3 separate regions of the Zea mays genome follow, and regions 2 and 3 are each linked to region 1. A link is a contact called in public Hi-C data. All regions are on one chromosome and are shown on one strand. Each heading gives the region's core, a stretch centred on a gene start, on an enhancer-like site or on the middle of the called end of the contact. The rest is flanking DNA. Distances are from core to core; before and after follow the strand shown.

The links. Hi-C and Micro-C count contacts between places; a contact is called where the count stands out from the background.
Region 2: a Hi-C map of ear shows a contact between it and region 1, with 2.2 times the contacts expected there. The contact joins two enhancer-like sites. A contact is called at or near these places in 7 of 25 Hi-C or Micro-C datasets (bundle sheath, ear, leaf and 2 more).
Region 3: a contact with region 1 is called in a Hi-C map of ear, with 2.2 times the contacts expected there. The contact joins the promoter of LOC103648830 here to the enhancer-like site in region 1. A contact is called at or near these places in 2 of 25 Hi-C or Micro-C datasets (ear and leaf).

The regions. Positions count from the first base shown.
Region 1 is chr2:107,703,979-107,707,600 of Zm-B73-REFERENCE-NAM-5.0, reverse strand. No RefSeq gene overlaps it. Among protein-coding and RNA genes, the nearest start is that of LOC109944013, 29 kb to the right of the region's middle. Within about 2 kb of position 1,295, at least 16 of the 20 cell types and tissues checked have an H3K27ac peak or open chromatin away from gene starts, as enhancers often do. A contact at or near this core is called in bundle sheath, ear, leaf and 1 more, where this site is marked.
Region 2 is chr2:107,332,426-107,335,772 of Zm-B73-REFERENCE-NAM-5.0, reverse strand. No RefSeq gene overlaps it. Among protein-coding and RNA genes, the nearest start is that of LOC111591043, 39 kb to the right of the region's middle. Within about 2 kb of position 1,907, at least 16 of the 20 cell types and tissues checked have an H3K27ac peak or open chromatin away from gene starts, as enhancers often do. A contact at or near this core is called in bundle sheath, ear, leaf and 1 more, where this site is marked.
Region 3 is chr2:107,212,420-107,215,618 of Zm-B73-REFERENCE-NAM-5.0, reverse strand. It overlaps LOC103648830, which reads left to right and starts at 1,917. Exons shown (of 1, transcript XM_020548376.3): 1 at 1,917-3,199. The coding sequence starts at 2,403.

The DNA.
Region 1 (3,622 bases), core at 46-2,545:
GGGTATGTGGCCAGTTAAGATAGTCCTTGATCATACAGGCCTACATAAGTATCCAATCCTTAATTAACCTGGGTGGAGCATCACCTGTTCCTAGCCCAAGTCTCGAGTTAAGTACTTCCACCCTCAGGATTGTTTTGTGTTCCTAAGGATGGAAAGATCAATATAGGGAACTTTGCAGTAAGATCCCGCCATGCTCCCAATGAAAATATTCTTGCAGGTAGAAGCCATCCTTCTCAGGATAACCCTTGAGCTAGGCATTATTGCAAAAGACAACTTCTATCCACAAGATCTAAGCAGGGCTAAGCATTTTTTTAAATCGTATTTTGATACTTCATTAGCAGTATCTATAAAGGAGTGGATTTCAAGGTAGCCAATGCATCAAAGGGTTTCCAAGCAACTCCTATAAACCTAATGCACATTTCACTAGACTTAAAGTGTGTAAAAATCATTTAAAAACACAAGAAAGGTTGCATGCACCGGGGCTTGCCTTTGTTGCAGTGAAGTGGTTCTAGATCCCTCTATCAAATACCCAGTTAGATGGCTCCTCCACTTGATCAACAGACACTGGAGTAGACTCCTCCTTCAAACACCACTTCTTCTAGGTGTTCTACAAGTCAATTACAAATACATGTATGCTTATGCAATGATATGAAATGCAAACTCTCACAAGGAGAGGTGGGGAACATAAACACCACAAACTAAAACACATGACAAGCATACACATGGTTCTACACCACCAACACTTGCTAAAAGTGACCAAATTGAATTACTTAGACAAACCAGAGAACTAACCTATCTTAGATCTCATCCAAAAGCTTAAAACTTCTTAAGCAACTTCATCACTTCACTAAACTATTAGGTGTCCTCATTCCATAGGTGAAGTCCTTTTCTTTTTGGGCAATAATTAGTTTACTAAGCAAATCACATCCTAATAGTTCCAAATTTTTGCCCACAGTTTCAGCTTCTAATAACTAGATTCTCCAAGAATTTTCACAATTTCTGGTGCTATATTCTTATTTCTAAAATTCAAACAGTCCTTCCCAGAGCACCTTTAATTCACTTAATGTTTTATAATTGCCCTAAAAATCCTAAATCCAACTTTACCAGAGAGCACATGAATTTAGACATCCAACAAAATTTGTCTTGCTATTTTTGGATTTTTCTACAACTTATGGCACAATTTATAAGTTCTGTGTTAAAGAAAAGACCAAACTATGAACAGTATTGGACCACGACCAGCCCAGCTGGCCCAACATCGGGCAGATCTGGCCCGTGGCTGGGGAGCCCGCGCGCCCGGCTTTTGCACAAAAGACCCCGCGGTCTAGTTAAACCAATCCAAGCTTCCCCCACTGTTCACCAGAGTCAGTGACTACCACACTTAAACCCCTTGGTTTTGTTCTATTCACAAGGTCTCGGCCATGACTCCACTCCAACGGTTAGCACAGGTTGAACACCTGGCCGTGCTCACCCGATCCCGTCGCCGGTGAGTTCCTCAGCGAGGACCAGCACCCTAACTCCGACCCTGAGGTATACCCGTCAAATATACTTCAAGAATCGAACCACTACTGCACTGGACCTATGCCGCCGACGGCCATGACAGCGAGCTAAGTACGGCGACCACGTACTTGAGCCACCTCTATAGTAAAGTTTAACCAAACACCACGGGTAGCATCAGTGACATACCTAGATTCCTATGCTCGCGGAAAACCGGCCGAGGACGAAGCAAGTCGGTCGGGCGACGGCGGAGCTGTTCACGGTGTCAGTCTGCGGCGGTGCGCTCTTGTTCCGGCCAAAACATGACAGTATCGTTAGGGATAACAGCTCGGTGAGCTTCACTGATCTAAGGGGGACATGGAACAAGCACAACAAAGACCAATACTTGCCTGAGTTAGCCTGGCCACGGCGAGGTGACAAATTGGTAGGCGTGGTCACAACTCATAGGAGTTTGGCGCGTGCAGCTCTGGATAGAGCACAATGATGGCTGGGGAAAGGAGAAGCTACACGAACCTGAAGGCATAGGGACCACACGCTGCAAGGAACTCAGGGAAAGAAGTTCACTGAACCATGTCTTTTATGGCAGCTAAAGTGGGGCAGGTGTCCCTGGACTTGCACAAATTCAGTGCAAATGTATTCCCAGGGTGCCAGCAGTACATGGACATCCCCTACGTGTCTTTCATGCTCAAGTTCCTCACAGATGCACAGACACACCCATAACACTGAACCTAGTCAGCACTTTCAGCCCAAAATATCAACTTGTCCAATTACTCAAATAGGGAATAGAGCAGATAAGGTTCACTGCCCACAAATATCCACTGTCCAGTAATACAGACAGAGGAAGGACGGATAAAAAAATTCCACTGCGGCAGGCTCAAACACATCCAAAGGTTTGATATTTTCTGCAGGGAAAAAAATCTTCTTCAGATATTTTGGAAGCACTGAATTGCTTTAGCTAGCCTGATCCTCCCTATTCAGCCCCCCTTTTCTCCTCATTCCTGTTAAGGACAGACCAGTCCCCTATAATCAAACTTGTTCATTGACTAAGACTCTTCAAGTTTGTTACAAGAATCTAGGATCCAAACTGCATGTATCACAAGTTATGGTGTCTAAGAGTTAGCCACATTTCACTGAACCTATTTTCAGATCTCTAGATTCATCTACCGTTGCTCCATTCCTCTCCCTCTGTTCAGTGCTTCGTAACTCCCAATTTCCCTCAACAACAAACCCACTTTCCTTAACCAATCTATTCTCTATTGATATCTCTATCTCTTTTGTATAGCAACTGATGGTTGAAATGATATAGAACAAAGGTTGTGGTGATCCAAAATTTAGTACAAACACTGAAACACTACAATTTCAGCTAACTGATACAGCTCCATGCCAAACCAGACATAGAGGATTGCAGTACCATTATCTCCAAATTTTACATAGCAGCAAGGCTAACTCCTTGTATGAAACTTTTTCCCTATACTTGGTCTTTGACTTTTCTATAGATTTTCTAGTCCAAATGCTCATGCACTGGTCACAAAAGAGCTCCAAACTCAGTACCTTTTACTGAATTTCAGTTTCACAGAACTGAACAAAATTTCAATCAAAGCAACCTGACAGCCCATCTTGGAACTAACTTCTCTCCCAAATTTGTGTAGCACCAAGTCTATCCCACTTTATGAAACTTGTTCTCATTACTAAGGTCTCCAACTTAGCTATAGCAACTTTAGTACAAAACCACTTGCATTAATCACAAATGAGCTCCAAAATAGACACCATTCACTGATTTCAGGTTTCAGCCACTGAACCAAATTCAGTTACAGAAATCCCTAGCAGCTGATCTTTGGGGGCATTTTTCTCCACTTTTTATGTGGGAACAAGCCAAAGTCACTTAAAGAAACTTGTTCACCATCATATAGGCTTCAACTTCTTTATAAACACCACAGAACAAAACATTATAGAACAGCCACAAACCAGCTCCAAAATGGCTATCAACATTGAAATTCAGTTACTGTTTCCAATCTGAAAATTCAGAAATATAGCAGCACCACTTGGAACCACTCTTTTTCCTGGGTTCCAAATGTTTCTAGGGGCAAGTTGCTTAATAAAGTTTATACTCCTATAGTTCCTCTAGAAG
Region 2 (3,347 bases), core at 658-3,157, 370 kb after region 1:
GGGCAGTCTGGTGTGCCTGGCGGCCAATGGCTATTCGGCTACATCACCAGGCGCCAATGGCTAGATGGTCACCGGACAGTCCAATGCCCACCTGAGGAGGAAAGTCCCCAATCAACGATCTAGTGATCATTGAGCTGGAGCTGTCCGGTGCACATCGAACAGTCCGGTGCACCTACGGAAATAGGAAGTTTTGGAGCTTCCAAATGAAGCTCCAATAGTTTCTAGGCCCATTAGGGCTATAAAAGGGACCCCTAGGCACCATGGAGAAGCTACTACAACTCAGACACTCTGCAACCACGTCGTTCAATGATTTGAGAGAGATCTAAGTGCTTTTCTGAGCTGTAACTCTATCATTTTGTTCTTGCGCTATCGTCTTTGCTTTGTGTGTGTGTGTTGTTGTGTTGTGCTCTTGTGTGCATACTCTTACTCCCTCCCTTACTCTAAGTTCAATTGTGATCATTTGTGTAAGGCCATGAGAGACTCCAATCTTGTGGAGAATCCTCACAAACTGGTTAAGATATAAGGAAGAATACCATGGCACTCAAGTTTAATCTTTGGGTCACTTGAGAGGGGTTGAGTTCAACCCTTGACCAAAGGAGGTCACCACAACGTGGAGTAGGCTTTGGCCGAACCACGGGAAAAATCACCGTGTCTCTTGTCCACTTTACTTTACTGTGATTTCTGTCTTCCTTAGTGCTTAAACTTCACTTACATATTGCTCCTAGTTTAACACACATCTCAAGAGAGCAATCAAGTGAAGAGTCTATTTTTCTCTCCTCTTCTCATCCAAACTTGGTTTTAGTTTATTCTAACACCTTTTATAGACCAAGTTTTGTTGTTTGAAGCATTTTTGCAGGATCACCTATTCACCCCCCCCCCCTCTAGGTACTCTAACCGCCTCTGGTTCCCACCAGAACCGCACCACCGAGTTTTGAGGCCCAAACTCGGTGAAACTAGCCCTCCGTAGCGCTGGGTGGTTTTGAGGCTCAACCACTGAAACCACCGTGAGTAGCGCACCGCATGCGTGTCCTCCACGTCCTAGACACGTGTCCCACCAGTTCTCGATCGCGCCAGCGACATGATCCAAACCCTAGCTATCCTTGATAGTTATGCATCTTCACCCCACTTGCTAAGTAACAACTATAAGTGTACTCACCCTTGCTAATATTTTGATCAGAAGAAGGTGAGGATGAAGACTATGATGAGGAACTTGATCACCTTCGTTTTTTCGCTATGATTGACTATGCTACTATTACAGACAAATTATGATTTGAACATTTTCTTTTCATATATTACACTTCTAATTTCAACATATGTGTAACACCCAAAATACCATTTTGGTAGTCTAGTAATACTCACCAATCAATCAAAGTTAAAAATGTTCTTTTATTAGGATTTCCTTATTTTTGAAGTGGGTTCCTCAAATAAATACATAGTAATATTAAAGTTTGATTGAAATTGGAATTTAGAAAAAAAAAGAGTATAACAACAAAATAAGACCAAAAAACAAAGGTAGATATATTTGTTTTTATTTGAGTGAATATTTCTTTAATTGATTTCACATTTAGAAGCATTCATCTAAATGAATAGAACCATAAATAAATACATAAAATCCTCTTTTTATCTCATGTTGGGTTTTCTTGTTTATTGCATTAATATTTGAATTTGCCAACCAAAACCACATTTGAATTTGTAATTTGAAAGGAAATAGAAAATGAAACCAGAAAAATAAAAGTGAAAGGAGAAACTCACTTGTTGCCTAAGCTTGGGACGTAACCTATCCCGGCGGCCCACTCTGTTTTCCCCTCTCTCGGCCCAGTCTCCCTTCGAAGCAACCCACACGGCGCACACATCTGTTGTTCACTCCTCGCACGCGTGAATCACTGGACCATGGGTCCCACTTGACAGCCACTACCCTAGCGTATGCTCGAACTTGCCCGCTCGTGTGCACACCCCGGTCGCGGCCTATTCCACTGAACTGTGGGACCGCTCCGTCAGGCGCAACATCCTCCTCGTGTTCTTCTCCTTTAACAAACTCGTCGCGCCATCCCTTGCTCCATGGAATCTGAAGTCCGTTGCTCGTAGCCTGGGACCGACTTCACAGGGCTATAAAGGCGTGAGCCAGACGCCATCACCCACGCATCCTTCGACGACATCACGCCACCACTGAGAGAGGGCAACAGAGAAGAAGGGAAAGATAGAGAAGACTCTATCGCTGGCGAGCGCGTGCTTGCGCCACCACCTAAGCCTCAATGCGCTGCTCTGGTCTGGGGAGGATGGCATTGCCACCCGCGCGCGTTGGTGACCTTCCCGGGCGTTGGGATTGGTCGGATCCCCGTTGATTGCTCGCCGGAGTAGAGATCGACCGCTCGGTCGCAAGCTCGTCGGGGAGAGGTGTCCCTACTACGTGTCCACGAGTAAGTTGATGTCCCAGACATTTGTCATCCTCTCCTCTCTCTTTTGTCATGTAACACAACCCAGAGTTTATTTTCTAAAGACACCCTCGGGTTTTAGCGAATCAACCCGTCGTCCACATCAGTTAGGAAATAATTAAAACTAGGTCCTGATATTTATGATTTGAACCCAAAATTTCCTGGAATTACTACCCACACCCGAGAGAGTAAATAAATCGAATAAATTAATATAGCAAATGGTTTCTAGTATAGAAATAATTCTAGAATCTTGTTTAATTCATAATTAATTCATTTTATCTCCTTTTTGACTCGTACCAGTTGCATTAGGTTCGTATTAATATTAACTACAATCTAGTAACCTTATGTTGGTATGTAACATGTTGTCAAAATCGAGCACTTAATTGGTTTAGCCTATGTTTAAATTGTCCCAGCACACAAAACTTCAGGAAATCATATCTTCACAACTGTAACTCTGATTTTATAGGTTCTCGAACCTACGATCTCGTAGCAACGTGTAGAACATTATTACGTAGTTTGTTCTCATGTTTGGTGTGATGTTAATTTTTCCTATATCATGTTTGTTTTTATTGTTGTGAGTAGACGAGCGAGTGACCGAGGAACCCAGAACTCAGCAGGTGGAAAATATTGAGCAGGAGCTCGTTGAAGGAAAGTTGCCCTTGATCACTCTTCTTTACCTAATAATGTTCCAATTAATTACTATGACATGCTCAGGTTAATTTTGATGGGACCCAATAGGTCACCCTAGTTTGGTCTACTTTACACTTTGCTCACACCTGAACTTTTGGGGTAGTATTTGCTATTGCTCTATGTAGTTTTGTGTGTTAAGATACATATTATTCATGATCATGCTATTTATTGTCTATGGAGTATTGATTATTATTTTAATTGGAACATGGAGTGACCACCCAAGAA
Region 3 (3,199 bases), core at 668-3,167, 490 kb after region 1:
TAAATAGTGCTATCCAACGAAAACAACCTAACACACGAAAAAAGAATAGGGATATGGTGTAGCCATAGCATTTTTTTGGTTTGCTTGGAGTGTTACATCACTTGAGCTGCTGTCATTCGCATAATCATTTTCCAAGAGCAACTTTTCTTTGGGGATCATGTCTCAGCGCTGGGAATGATCCCACACGTTAGCAGTACCCTTTGTTTTTCTTGTTCTCCTTGTACTATTTTTCCGCGGTAGGAGAGGGGAGATGGATAGATAGGAAAATACGATGGATACACTTATAATTGCCCCCTCCATACCTAGTTTATTTTAGGGATTAAAGTGATCAACACAACATGAGAAAACACATATTCCGGCTGTTTAGTTGTTGGACGGTGCCAGCCTGGTCCATACGAGCGTGGCTGCACCGCGCGCACCTGGTCCGTACGAGCGTGGCTGCACCGCGCCTGCACGCGCGCGTACGCGCCGAGCGACTGTTTTTTACAGGCCTGGCTCGCTGTTGTTTCTTGCACCCACTCAGTCTGGTTATGCAGAGAAGTAAAACAAACAAAATATGTTTTCAAGATTTGTGGATGCAGTTTCTGCCCCGTACAACCAACCAAACGGACGGATTGTGATTCAACCAATCAGTCTTCTCTCGCTCATACCTGGACATCGCAATAAAGGAGAAATAATGACGGTAAAAGGAACAATTTAGTCTCTTTTTAGTCACCCCTCGAGTGATTAGAGACTAAAATGGTTTAGTCTCCTTTTAGAACATTCCAAACTCTAAAACTACTAGTTAGTAGCTAAAAATGGCTGAGAGATTTATAACGAGTCAGCTAATAGACAAACTAATTGTTAGCTATACCCCTAAATAGCAATTAGTTGTTAGCTACCTCAACTCAAATAAAACCAGCTAATAGGTCGTTGATGATCAAATTTTCCATGGTCGTTTCTATCTATTAGCTTATTAGAAAAAGAGACGGGTAGTAAGTACATTTAGCTTATTATAATAATCCATTAAATTTAGGTTTAGAGCAACCCTAACTAATAGTTAGTCAACTAATTCAACTAACAATTTATTAGTTGGCTAACAATTAGATATGAAGATTTGGAAATGGACCGGTCCATGTGTTTGATAATTTTGTGACTAAACAAATTAGTATCTAAACCAAACACATCTTTGGAAACACGTAAATGAGATGAGATGATTGGAAACACGCAAATGCGATGAACGTGGATAACCGAATTGTTAGGACAAATTTAACATTTTTTAAGATTTTAAAATAGACATATATGAAATTTGATGTCGATCTTTTTTTATGTTATCGAACGCGTTATTACAAATAAGAATATTTTTTATATAAATTGTTTTATACATTGTTTGCTCCCTACAACAACAATAAGGTGGAAATTATTCGAATTTGTATCGAATTTTATAACTATCATTTGAGAAGATAATGAACATGAGATTTATCTTTTATAAATATATATAAGCTTAATGTTAAAAGTAAAAATATAAATTTGTGTTATAGATCCTGTATCCTATTTATTCACAGTGGGGAAAAAGATAAAATATCTAAATAAGTATCCGTTTTCGTCTCAATCACCACAAAAGTAATGTTGCGGTAGGTTTACTTGCTCCAGAAGTGCTACCCGACTTTTCGAACCCCTCCTCGCAAAGTGAAGCAAATTTCCTTCCACTCTATCCATCCAGAACCCAACACACGGTCTCCAACCCCACTGACAATTTGGTCCCACATAGTCCATGGCCCCAGTAGTCGTGGGTATGGAAATGAAAATGGAATTGAATTGGGAAACGGAAACGGAAAAGGGAACCGGGAAAGTTACCCGGGCCGGGTGCAGATTTGCAGAAGCAGAGGCAACCACTGCACCAGTCCATCTCCATGATGACTCGCTCGCTTCGGCTGCAGAGGCAGGCGAGGCGAGCTCTTCGGCTGCTTGCTTTTGTTGCCTTCCTCCCGCTCCAATTTAATGCCACCACACCAGCCAGGAGTTGGGGCCGCGCATCAATGGCGTCACCTCTCGCATCCAGATCTCACACCTCGTCGTAGCTACTACCTTCGTCTCACTCCTCCTCGTCCCCTTGCTGTCGTTCGTTCGTTCCTTCTACCTCCATCTCCACTTCTCCACCTTGGGGTTCTTGGCGCACCATCCGAGAAATGCTGTTCTCCTTTTTCGGTTTTCCATTCTACAAGTGCCAGCCTTGCCTTGTCTCGGAGTGTTGACATCTCTACGTGCTCTGGCCCGCCATTAATTCCCTCCTCCCTCACACTGCTGCTGCTGCTGACCGAGGGCGCCTAGCCAGTCACGCACGAAATCCCAGCGTTCCAATTCAAACACACCCTTCCTTCTTGGCTACTCCTCTCGACGACGCGACCGGAGCGGAGGGAGTCATGGTGGCGGAGCCGCTGGTGCACAAGGTGCTCTCCATGGCGACGTCGTCGTCCTCCTCCTCCAAGAAGGCGCGGCCGGCGGCGGCGAGCGCCAACAAGGGCGGCGCGGCTGCGGCGGGCGACGGCAGGCTGGGCATCCTGTCCCTGGAGGTGGCCAACGCCATGTCGCGCGCGGCGAACCTGTACCGCTCGCTCTCCGACGCCGAGGCGGCGCGCCTGCTCGGGCCGCTCTGCCTCGGCTCCCGCGCCGTGCGCGCGCTGGTCCCGGGCGACGACGCGCGCCTCCTGGCGCTCGCGCTGGCCGAGAAGCTCGACGCGCTGAACCGCGTCGCGGCCGTGGCCTCGCGCCTCGGCCGCCGTTGCACGGCGCCGCCGCTCGTGGGCTTCGACCACGTCTACGCTGACCTCCTCGCCGGCCGCTCCGGCGCCACCGGCGCGCTCTTCGCCGTGGCCTCCGCGTCCGACGCCGCGTCGCTCGTGCGCAGGCTCGACCGCCTCGCGGCCGCCACCGCGGCTCTCTACGCCGCGCTCGAGGCGCTCACCGAGCTGGAGCAGTCGGCGCGGAAGCTGCCCACCGACGAGGCCCGCCGCGCGCTGGAGCAGCGGGCGCGGTGGCGCCGCCACGACGTGCGCCGCCTCAGGGACGCCTCGCTCTGGAACTGGACCTACGACAAGGCCGTGCTCCTGCTCGCGCGCGCCGCCTGCGCCATCTACGCCCGCATCCGCCTCGTGTTCGGCGACCCCATGCTGGGGCTCGACCTGCTGCTGGCCACGCCGTCCAGCGAGTCGTCGAGGCA